Regions from separate parts of the Mus musculus genome. Here region 1 is linked to region 2. A link is a contact called in public HiChIP or PLAC-seq data. All regions are on one chromosome and are shown on one strand. Each heading gives the region's core, a stretch centred on a gene start, on an enhancer-like site or on the middle of the called end of the contact. The rest is flanking DNA. Distances are from core to core; before and after follow the strand shown. Region 1 holds the start of Ppfia2 (protein tyrosine phosphatase, receptor type, f polypeptide (PTPRF), interacting protein (liprin), alpha 2). Region 2 has its middle 160 kb from the start of Ccdc59.

Region 1 (6,300 bases), core at 1,625-4,124, 460 kb before region 2:
AAAGAAAGGGTTGACCATTTCTCAAAATAGCTCAAAATACTTTGAACAGTGTTCATCACTTAAAACATGGAGCTATCCGAAGACAGGACCTTGACTCATTGAATTCATATCTACTGTAGCATAAGTTCCAGAGCAAACATGTAGAATGTCTTTACAGACACGCTCACACCCCCTTTCACGCCGACAAACATTTGGTACTTGATGTATATTTTACACTTTTTATCATTTAGATTTTCATTCATCCACTATCACAACGGTTAAGAATCCCCATTCCTCTACTTTAACTGCTACACATTTATTTTTTCACTAATTGAAAAACACACAAAAACTTTTCAACACATTGGCTTATTTGAAAGGGTTAGTCCTCGTGCCGTGCCATGCATGGCATTCACACATGGAATAACTGTGACACTCTTGAGAGACATGGCTGTGAGCCTGTGTGTTTATTTGTGACACTGAAGGTTAAAGCGAAGTAGCAGAACAAAGTGTGCAAGGAAATACAGTTATCTACATATTCTTCAATCTTTTGTAAAGGTATTTTAAATCATACCTTTACAAAAGGAAAGGCATTGCTAACAACTTTAAGTTCCAAGGAGAATTTAACTGTTTCCATTACTTCAAGCATACATTTCACTCAACTAAAGCAGACTCCTTGGATGCAACCCCGTGCTATTAGCAGGAGACATTGGACAGTCACAAACTTAAGACTTAAGATTAGTGTGAAGGATGGCTGTGGATTTGGTCAGCCAAAAGATACTTGGATGGAAAGTTTAGAAAATCTATCCAATCTACACTGTGATAACACAGGACTATCTGACCCCTGAAACATGAAATGGAGCAAGTTGGTTTGCCTTTGAAAAACACGTTTCCTTCCTTAAAGAATTATAATTTGTTTATAAAATTCCCACTTTTAGCATTCCAGTGGGTTATCCAACAAAGAACACACAGTGTCATATATAAAAAATACTATAAAAACCCAAGCATGCTCTCTGTTACAAACTGGTCACCATTTATCCTTACAGAAATAATATTCTACATCAAAACTCTTGCTTGTAGGTCTATAGCCGTAATCCTAGCAGATACTTCTGAACTCTCCAAATTCAATTCATAAAATTCAAACCATGCAAAATTACATAGGACAGAAAATGAATGCATGCTACTTTCTTCCAAGCCAACACAAATGGCTAAATTCAGAATCTTCTCCTCTAAAACGAAAAGTAAACAAACAAACAAACAAACAATAAACAGTCTACAAAAACCAAATCAACTTTTATGGGCTAGGTTGGTTAATATGTGAGACCTCAGATTCTGATGTAATCTTATAAAGTACTTGTATGTACCATAAAACATAGTCTAACAATTCCCAAATGCACAGCTTGAGTGTATTAGGAGTAATTAAAATCCTATGAAGAGTATTTTATAGAACCCTGGCACAGTGCAGGTATGGTTATCCAGTATCTTGTGTATTGCACCCAGATATATCACATTTTGCTTTTATAGCCATTTTTGGAACTAAAATTGCAAACATTACACCATCACTGAGAGACGAGTGAGCTCACAGTTTGCTGAGGTAATTTGCCTTTTCATTATCCCTCTTTTATGTCAATGTGAAATATAATTGCATTAACCTCATCTAGATAGAGATGACTTGACACGTAAACTATTGAAGGTTTCAGGACCCAGTTTCAGACAGTGTAAATTTCATTTTTAAGAGAGAGAAAAATAATAACCCTGATTGGTTTAATTATCTCAGTGCTTAAATTTAGCACGAATAATTTTATATCAAGAAAACCAACTCCCACGCTGTCAGGATATAACCTTGACTGTCTTCTAAACCTCTCAGAATCCAAAATAAAAGTTTTGAATGCCCAGTGGAGTCATTCAGCAAGAATTTTGAGATCCAGTGTGATCCTTGGTAATATGTGTTCTTAGGAGCTATACCTATTCAGACAAGAACATTCCAAAAGACTTTTATTTCTGTAAGTCGATAACTTCATTTAATTATATTTCTAGAAATTATACACTACCACAGGCAAAGAAGCAGTCGTTCTCTGTAACAAGTTTCTTCTTCGGCAAAGGCTTACTTAGTCTTCGGAACCCTCCCAGCTCTGTCTCCGTTAAAGGAGTAATTCAGTAAGAGAAAGCCTAGCCATTGTCTGATTACATTACACGAATATTTCTCCTCCTCTTTAACTCTTTGAAATCCCCTGTCCTCGGGAAATATTCCTACCATGTCTAATGGAAGCATTTTCACTTTCTTTACCTCTGTGCCTGCTCGGATGGTCAAACAGCAAGCGTACCCCACACTGCTGGACAGTTACTGCTCAGCCACACCCCCACCACCCCGAAAGAAGTTGACTTCATAATTTCCACACTAAAATTGTTCATCAGCCCCAGGAGAGAACGAGCTAGGCAGGAGCTAGAAAAATCGGGGATGGAGAAGATGGGTGGAAAGCAAAGGTAACTAATACCCACAAGGAGGACTTTGCCTCTCCTCTTCCCTGGGGGCGGGGTGGGGCTGGGGAGGTGGTCAAGGGGGGAAAAAACCCGAAGCGGAAGAGAAACCATGCAACTCGAATACAGTTTCTGTACCTAATGTCTCTTATTTCAGGTCCTGTTTCTTCAATTGTCAATGACAACCGCAGTCTCGGCTGGAGGAGAGGTGAGGCTCACACCCAGCAGTCCTGGACCATTTCCTTAGCAACGGGAGGAGAAAGACAGCTTAGACACTCGCGAGCCCCAGCGTTCTCTTGGAACGTGCCCTGGCTTCCTAACGTGGCAGCAGTTCGGCATCTTCCCGTGGCTCCGTCAGCAGCCAAAAGGAGAAAGGTCCATCGGAAAAATGGCATATTACAAATTTTGCTTTGGGAAGCAGGGCTCGGTTCAGACCATTGTCAAAGGGAAGAGAGGGGGAGGCGGTTCTTAAAGCAGCCGCGGTCCCTTTGCCGCCCAAGCAGCGGCAGCCGCCGCCGCCGCCGCCACTTTCGCGTGCAGCAGGAGCCCCGGGGCGGAGAGATGGTAATCCGGGACTGGATCTGACTTTCAGAAACTTAACGTAGCATAACTTCTCCCCTTGGCATCCCGGGCCACCCAGAGAGGGTGAAGACGTGTCCCTCCAAACAGGAACTTTGGGGTGAAGTGTGGGAAGTACCTATATGGAAGGGACATTCTCCACCCAATACCCCACCCGGAGCCCCTGTGAAGTTTATGGTAAATGTTGGGAGTTTGATGGTTAAAAGGAAGTGAGTCCCCTGGGGATGCTAGAAGCAGGACAGGTCTTCTCTGGGTGCCCAGCCTACTTCTATTCTAGGGTGTATCCTTTCACTTAAAGGAGGTGCTTCTTTTCTGGGAAGGTAAGCAGAAACACACACACACACACACACACACACACACACACACACACACACACACATGCACACCACCCACCTCCGAAGACACCCCCGCCCCATCATCGCGCGCTGCCTCCGCCCGCTGCAACAATTTTTTTTTCCTTCCAGTCCCTCTGCAATTCATCTGCTTGCATCAGTTGGCCGACAGAACCAACCTGCTGGGAACTGAGTGAGGATGCTACAGCATCTTCTCACTTGCCTAGTGCAAGCCTAGGATACTCCTCCTTCTGTGTCTCCTCCCCTCCTCCTCCTTGGCAATCTCCACCTCCTCTTCCTCTGGAACAAGGGCTTCCCCTGGAAGCTGCCGCAGTGGTTTCCACCGGCGGCCCTTAAATAAATTCTGAAGTCATCACGTCTTTTCTCTCCTCCTCACGCACACGCGCTCGTGGATACATTCCACTCTTCTCCCCAAAAGCTTCTCCGGGGCTGCTGAGGATCACTCTGGTCTCAATGCTCCTGATGAGGGCGAGGACCACGGGTGATCTAAAGTATAAATGGGTTCTCTTTGCCCTGCCTGCGCTTTTCCCACACAATCATCTTTACAGGAAAGCTTGTGTTGGCATGTGCTTTTGAGAACTGGGAACCTTCCTGCTCTGTGGCCTTCTGTGTTTGCTGTGGCTCTCTGCCGCTTTCTTCTCTTGAATCAGAGGCAAGGTAGTCAAGCTCACCGGAACCTGAATCAGTCTAGGGTGTGGCTGGGTCTGTCACTTTGCCTTACCTCTTCAGGTCGCCTCCATTCATTGCCTTAGCGCTGAGGATCTCATGTTAAGTGTTCCCTGTCTGCATGACTGAATTTCAGCTTTCAATAGTCTGGCAGCCCCAAGAACATGTTCTAGTCCCCAGAAACTTTCCCCTCCCCCATTTCTCCTCCTCCCTCAAGCATCTCTGTCTCTCTCTGTGACTCTCTCCCTCCCTCTGTCTCTTTCCTCCCTCTTTTCCCTCTCCCCGACCGTGTGTGTGTGTGTGTGTGTGTGTGTGTGTGTGTGTGTGTCCATTCATATAGATCAAGAATAAGGAGACACCAGTAGATAAAAACCAATACATTAAGGAAATGTTTGAGAGAGGAAGATACTGATGCACTAAAGGAACACAAAGAGAATTAAGCATCAAGTAGACATTGAATAGAAGTTACAGCAAGGGTCCAGAGTAAGCAGTATTAGAAGCCCCAAAGAGCAGAATCCAGATTTCACTGAGAAATGATGTGCACATCCTGACTCACTGAAGTATGATCACTAGATGAAGTTCTTTTGGGGGAAGAACTTAACTAGTTGATGACTCTACAGTAAAGTTTAAGATGAGCCATATGATTTATATCCCTTTCTCTCCTGGACTGTTATTCAAGTTTCGCATCACAATGTAAGAATTGAGTGTAAAAATATTAAACATTAGTAGATGAATAGTATTATTGTTATATGCTACATAAAGTACTATTTCTCAAACATGCTCACTTGAGTGTCCTAGTTCTTTGTAGATGCTGGGACTCTAAGCCTCGGGTGGATCCTGAGAGGCCACACTCTTAACAATGTCTATACAATACACTGCATTGGTGTGAACAAAATCTCCCCCCTCAAAGAAGCTGTGTCTGTTGAGACTAATGGACTGATTGGAATGTTCCAGGTCCAGAGGCTAATTATTTTGTCTCACGCTAACATTGGCCGCTAGGAACAGTCATTCCCTATCAAAATGGAGAAAGGTTCGTATAAGAAGTTTGCAAAAGCACTAGATTATCCCATTAGCAAGAACACAAGAAACACCATTGTGAATGTTCCTATAGCTTATTGTCCATCCAATTCAGCATACAATATATATATATATATCCAAGGCAGCTTCTTATAATGAACCTTGCTTGGTCTCAACCCCCATAGCCATGCATCCTTCAGGTCAAAGGTGCTGTCTGTCTCAACCTTATAATTCCTGAGAAGTTCCAAAATGATACTAGTCCAGCTATCTCAGCATCCCACATTGATAACCACTGCCTAAATATTCACAGAAATGTAAAAAAATAAAGGAGCTACTAAATATCCATTCATGAAGTGAAAAGTCTTTTTGTACTTTTTATTATATATGAACAGTTTTAATGTTAAGGCCATCACTGGCTTCCACTGATTTTAATAGATGGTAAATTAAACAGTATGGTGAACTAAAACTATCTCCATATAATTGTCTACATTTAGTAGTATTAGTGCATAAGATGAAAATATGAATTTAGTTCGTAGATACATATAGGATCATGGTCATAGATATATAATGCTTCTTTTGTACATTTTATTACAAATATTACTTTCTATATTTATTGTTTAAAAGGAGTATAGCACAAAACTACTTTTATGTATACTATAGTGGGTGATTTTTCAATTATACATGTCCTGAGTATCAAATGAAATAATAGTATTAGCCAGAATCTCTAAAGAACAGACCCAATATAATGAAAATACATAAATGGATTATAGATTGTGGTCTGGCTGGTTTTACAATGCCTGTCTCTCAATGGAAAGGCTAAGAATCCTGTATTCTTTGAGTGCACCAGGCTGTATGCGATGCCAAAGATATAAGTTCTGGTACCAGGAAAGGAATTTCTCAACCACAGGATAGATGAAACTGTCCATGAAAGAGAGAGCAAGCAGGGAAAGTATCAACAGCTTTGTGTTTCCTGGTCCTTTTATGTGGGCTGCTATCAGAAGGTATGACCCTGGTTTAATGTGTCTCCTCGAATGACCCAATCAAGAATATCCCACAGAGGTATATTCAGCAGCTTGGGTTATAGTTAATTCCAAATATGGTAAAGTTGAATATCAAGATGTCAACTTGTGAACTTGACAAACAAAATTCCACCTCTTTATGTCATACATAATTTCCAAATGAAAAAAATAGCCAGCATAATTCTACCTAGCATGACACATCTGTCCCACTT
Region 2 (6,404 bases), core at 1,598-4,097:
CAAAAATATAGCCCACAATATTTAAATGCATTATTGTATAATTAATTATTTGTGATAATAATTTGTCTAAATTCTTAATCAGATTTCCCAAGCAAAACATGCTATCATGTTGTCTGGAAATATTCTGTTTTGTAAGTAATTTTATATTGGAAAGCAAGTCTCTTTACTGATCATTTAAAATTGTTCCACAATATAAGTTTTAGAACAGCCAGGACGACATAAAGAAATCCTGTCTCAAAACAAACAAATAAATTCTTCAGGGATGGTGTCTTAGTCAGGGTATCTATTCCTGCACAAATATCATGACCAAGAAGCAGTTGGGGAAGAAAGGTTTTCTTCAGCTTACACTTTCCACATTGCTGTTGATCGCCAAAGGATATTAGGACTAGAACTCAAGCAGGTCAGGAAGCAGCAGCTGATGCAGAGGCCATGGAAGGATGTTCCTTACTGGCTTGCATCCCCTGGCTTGCTCAGCTTTCTTTCTTTTTTTCTTTCTTTTTTTTTTATTGTCTTTTTTTTAATTAGGTATTTTCTTCATTTACATTTCCAATGCTACCCCAAAAGTCACCCAACCCCCCCCCCCACTCCCCTTCCTCCCTCTCCCACTTCTTGGCCCTGGTGTTACCCTGTACTGAGGCATATAAAGTTTGCAAGAACAATGGGCCTCTCTTTCCAGTGATGGCCAAGTAGGTCATCTTCTGATACATTTGCAGCTAGAGACATGAGCTCTGGGGGGTACTGGTTAGTTCATATTGTTGTTTCACCTATAGGGTTGCAGACTACCAGCCCAGGGATGGTCCCACCCACAAGGGGCCCTCCAGCTAGATCACTAATTGAGAAAATGCCCCACAGCTGGATCTCAGGGAGGCACTTCCCCAACTAAAGCTCCTTTCTTTGTGATAACCCCAGCATGTGTCAAGTTGACACACAAAACCAGCCAGTACAGATGGTTAGAAAAAAGGAAAGCGAAAATTCAAACACACACACACACACACACACACACACACACACACACACAATGGTGGAAACAAAGCAGGCTCCAAGTATTTCACATATACACATATATACATGTATACACACAGTTGGTAGATGGAGCATGCTCCAACAAATACTTCTTTTTTAATTCCATAGCTTATATATCTCAGCAAAACCTTTCACATAGTATATAATTACAGTGCTATTACATTCTTTTTTTCTTCTTCTCGCGAATGACTATGCAAAAACAGTATCTTCCCCAATACCTTTACAAGAAATAACATTAGGTAGTACAGGCAAAGAAAACAAATTATTGCCAGGAACCTATGTACATTTGCAACTAAGCAACTTGTTAAAGATTAGCAAAGTGTGAGCAAGGAAAACACTTTTCTCAGCCAATTTCTCTTACTGGAAGGCAAAATCTGTGGCTGCAAAGAAAAGATTAATTATTTTATTATTTATCTTTAAAGGCAATCTTATATGAATCTGTGGATGGGCCTGGTGCTGTTTGTAATTTGATGCTAATTCTGCTTTCCTGGGAGGGGCTTTGTAAAAGGAGTGAGTCACCTACTCAGGTGACTTCTTATGAACCAATCACCTAGTGAATAAAGGAGCCAATCTTTGGGCGAGTGGGAGGGACTTCCAGGTTGGACAGAGGAAGAGAAGAAGCAGGAGAGAGTTAGGGGCTTTTGGAACCAGGATAGCATAAGGGCAAGATATAGCTGTTACAGTTTCTTGGAATCATGTCAGATCCATCAGGATTTGCCACCGGAGGAATCTGATGTATAAGGTTTACAAGATTCGGTTTAGTTGTTGCGTCCAGAGATTGATTTACCATTGTTTCTAAGCTAAATTTGTGTGTTCTTTTTCTTCTCTCAGCGATTCGACTGAGTTCCAGAGAGAAAGGTACAGCAGCAAAGCGTGGGTTTGCCTGATTGGCACCACAAAGGCTGCGGGGGCTTTGAAGCATGGATGGGGCTGGCATGGTAACTATGTGCCAGTGAGAACCTAGTGAGCTGGGTGGAGACCCTTGGGAGCTCTGAGTCAGAGATTCTCAACGAGGCAATAACAAGTCAAATATTGCCTGCCAGTGGCTTGGCCCGCCATAGGGCTGGCTTGACAGTGAAGGGAATTCGGGAGCTCCGGACCGTAGGAGAGTTGGCGGGCAGAGAGTAGCCTGGCAGGACTGCGCCAGGACAAAGAGTGGCTGGCAGTTGCGAGGAAAACCTGCTGGTCATTTTTAATATCTTCCACAACATGAATCTTTTAAAAAAAAAAAAAAGTCAGAAATCTGAACTTCTATATAAGAAACAATGTCACTCCTGCTTTAAATCCTCAGAATGCATATCTACTAATCAACAATTTTTATTAAATCATATCAGAAAGCTGATAGTAAAAATGGGCATAAGAAATCAATCATCACCAGTCTAGTCTCAGTGAGAATCATGTCAGCCATTGTTCTTATCCCCACTCCAGTTTAACTGTTAAGAGTGTGCCTTTCTGAACTTCAAATGATTCCCTAAGATTGCTATATCAGAGCCTGTATCAAAAACATCACTAACATTTTTTTTAATGCTTTCTAAGGGTAATGGTCATTACTGACAATATACATGTCTAAATTCTTTCCTAGGGTGGTGATTGAATCATTCATTTGCCCCAGTAGCAATGCCTGAAAGAGATCCAGCACTATTATTGTGAGTGCCAGTGATACTGCTCAGGGAAGAGCTGGAAGCCTCCTTAAAGTTTTCATACAATTCTTAAACTAAGAGGGATGTGAGGGAAACAAGCAGAGCAGAACTCCACAACAGCATAATGTCCTTGGGGTCTTGACTGTCTGAGACACACCCAATCTTGCTGTGCTAACTGGGTGGGTCACATTCCAGGCATTCTAAAGCCTTTGTCATTCCTCCTGCATGGCCCTTGGCAGTCTATATAGACTACTTCTCTCTACCTCCTATCTGTTTGTCTCTGTAAGCATCCTCCACACTAAGTCCTTTTTCTCTAAGCTGCTACAACCACAGGACATTAGACTTAATTCTCATGATTCTATAGAAGGACATGCTTGACCACATCTCCTAGTTCATGATGTTGATCACTTCATTCTTTCTGATTATGATGGTTAATGCTTATTGTCACCCTGCCTAGATTTAAAAACATTTAGAAGACACCACTTAGGACATCTTTGAAGGAAATTCCATAAATATTTATCTGAGGAGGGAAGACACACCCTAAATGTGAATGTCACACTCCCACGGACCAGGGTCCTAGATTAATATAGATGGAAACTAGAGGAAGCTAACTACTTAGCGATTGGCTACATCCACTCAATATGTGAGCCAAAATAAATCTTTCTGTCCTTAAATTTGTCTTGTTAGACATTCAGTCATAACAATAAGAAAAGTAATTAATGCACTAGCCTTGTTAACACCTTTGCAATAGCTCAAAACTCAACTTGCCATTTTGCATTACTGCTCATATATTCTAGTCTGTTCTCATGCCATCCCCATCTCAGGCATCAAAGGCTTATTGCAATTACAGATAAGCCTCAAGGGCCTTTTAAAAATGCTTTAACTTCCTCTTTAATTTATACTAATCTCCCTCAACAGAGAAATTGCCTATGTATCTACCAAGTTCCTAATTTATTAGTCCACTTTCGGATAATCAGCATTTATTATCAGATTTTAATAATTGATGAAAATGACTGTCCTGAAGGAAGGAAGAAGAAACACCTCCTACGTGCATTATGTATCCTTACAGTTCTGTGTGTGCCTCAAGAAAGAGAAGCATATCGATTCGTACACAGAAAAGGGGAGAACTCAGTGCTACATCACCCTTGAGGCTGCTAAAGCAAACACCACAGTGAATAAATGTCTTGCTTCCTTTACCTTTTGAATGTCAGTGCTAGAGAGCCAGCAGAAGATGCCCAAGGTTTATATCAATATCTCCTCGTTGCGAAGGTCCATGTTTTATTCTGAGAGAATGTCATAAAAGCAAATTTACCAAAGCATATTTTCTTGACAAATATTGGTAGCACAACAATTTATGACTCTATTTTCCAGAAGTTTGTTTATGAATTGTTTCTTTAGAATTTCATTTTCCAAGAGAAGTATTGTTGTGAGTTAGCATATACTTGACAAATATCAGTTCACCACACTGTGGCTAAAAATAAAACTAACAGCATATTTCAACTACACAAAGCCTCCATTCAGTTCTTAAAGCAATAGACATTTCACATTAAGAACTGGGTGACAGAAATATATTACCTCTAGTAAAGATACCGGATTATTTAATGTTAGAGAAGACAAAATAGAAAACATAGATAGATATATTAAATACATAGATTGATGATAGATAATGATAGTTATGTTCACAGATACATAGATAGGTGGTTAATGATCAATGATGGATAGATAGATAGATAGATAGATAGATAGATAGATAGATAGATAGATCGGAAGGGCAAGTATCTTTCCATTTATCATTATGCTTCTGAGGCATACTTCATTTTCAAAATCTGACTCAATTGCTAGCTGACATAAAAGTATATTGTGTTATATGCAGTGGAAGCTTAGTAGTTAATAATTGAAGGCTGCTTCCAGTTTCTGTCTGTACCTAGAGCAGATCCTCTGCCACAGGGCTCCATACCCAAATAGTGCTAGGAGGAAGCAAGCCTCCCAGGAGGGCTGATCGGGCTGTGAGTGCAGGTAGGACCACTACTGGTGCTCAGAGGAACCCATCCAGAAACCTTGGGACACAGGAACAAAAGAGCTGTCTGGGAGAGGCATCTTCCTATTTCTGTCTCTGCCCAGAGCAGTCTGGGCCACAGAGCTACATACACAAATACAACCAAGAGAGAGCTAGTCTCCCAGGAGTGCCTACATACCTGCAAGCACAGGTAATACCACAAACTTCTCTTCAAATTCCTGGCCCAAGAGGGATCCTCCCAGAGCCATCAGGACACAGGAACCAAGAATCAGCTGGTGACAGGATCTTTCTGGTCTCTGTCTGTACCCAAGAGCTGACCCTGTACCACATCTCTCCATATCTAAATTCCTCTCGGAGAGAACTGGTCTCTCAGGAGTACTTACACAAAGGCTTACAGGACAGATAAGCCACAGTCAGAGACAGCAAGACCAGCTAACACCAGAGATAACCAGATGGCAAAAGGTAAGCATAAGAACATAAGCAACAGAAACCAAGACTACTTGGCACCATCAGATCCTAGTTCTCCCACCACAGTGAACCCTGCTTACCCCAACACACCAGAAAAGCAAGACTCTGATTTAAAATCATATCTCATGACGATGATAGAGGAATTTAACAAGGACATAAATAACTCCCTTAAATAAATACAAGAGAAAACAGGTCAACAGGTAGAAGACCTTAAAGAGGAAACACAAAAATCCCTTAAAGAATTATAGGAAAACACAACCAACCAGGTGAAGGAACTGAACAAAACCATCCTGGATCTAAAAATGGAAATAGAAACAATAAATAAATCAAAAGGGGAGATACTGGAGATAGAAAACCTAGGAAAGGGACCAGGAGTCATAGATGAAAGCATCACCAACAGAATACAAGAGATAGAAGAGAAAGTCTCAGGGACAGAAGATACCGTACAAAACATTGACACAACAGTCAAAGAAAATGCAAAATGCAAAAAGTTCCAAACTCAAAATATCCAGGAAATCCAGGACACAATGAGAAGCACCTAAAGAAACATTCAACATCCTTAGTCATCGTGGAAATGCAAATCAAAACAACCCTGAGATTCACTTCACACCAGTTAGAATGCCTAAGATCAAAAACTCAAGTGACAGAAGATGCTGGTGAGAATGTGGAGAAAGAGGAACACTCCTCCATTGCTGTTGGGATTGCAAGCTGGTACAACCACTCTGGAAATCAGTTTGGTGGTTCTTCAGAAAATTGGACATAGTACTACCAGAGGGCCCAGCTATTCCATTCCTGAACATATACCCAGAAGGTGCTCCAACATGTAATAAGGACACATGCTCCACTATGTTCATAGCAGCCTTATTTATAATAACCAGGAAATGGAAACAACCCAGATGTTCCTCATCAGAGGAATAGATACAGAAAATGTGGTACATTTACACAATGGAATACTACTCAGATATTAAAACCAATAACTTCATAAAATTCTTAGTCAAATGGATGCAACTAGAAAATATCATCCTGAGTGAAGTAACCCAATCACAAAAGAACACACAAGGTATAGACTCATTGATAAGTGGATATTAGCTCAGAAGTTTGCAATACCCATGATACAATTCATAAACCAAGTGAAGCTCAAGAAGAAGGAAGACCAAAAGTATGGATACTCTGATCCTTATCAGAAGGGGAAACAAAATACCCATGGGAGGAGATACAGAGACAAAGTGTGAAGCCAAGACTGAAGGAAAGACTAT

The links. HiChIP or PLAC-seq counts read pairs in DNA pulled down with a chosen protein or histone mark.
Region 1: an H3K4me3 HiChIP or PLAC-seq map of embryonic stem cells shows a contact between it and region 2, with 4 times the contacts expected there. The contact joins the promoter of Ppfia2 here to the enhancer-like site in region 2. A contact is called at or near these places in 9 of 39 promoter capture datasets (the 3T3-L1 cell line, 3T3-L1-derived adipocytes, the C10 cell line and 4 more) and 2 of 115 datasets of contacts at active chromatin or transcription factors (embryonic forebrain and embryonic stem cells).

Annotation. Positions count from the first base shown.
Region 1 is chr10:106,466,884-106,473,183 of GRCm38.p6, reverse strand. Ppfia2 (protein tyrosine phosphatase, receptor type, f polypeptide (PTPRF), interacting protein (liprin), alpha 2) reads right to left here and starts at 2,874. Exons shown (of 32, transcript NM_001205341.1): 1 at 2,593-2,874.
Region 2 is chr10:106,002,729-106,009,132 of GRCm38.p6, reverse strand. No RefSeq gene overlaps it. Among named protein-coding and RNA genes, the nearest start is that of Ccdc59, 160 kb to the right of the region's middle. Within about 2 kb of position 2,847, at least 25 of the 459 cell types and tissues checked have an H3K27ac peak or open chromatin away from gene starts, as enhancers often do. A contact at or near this core is called in embryonic stem cells, where this site is marked.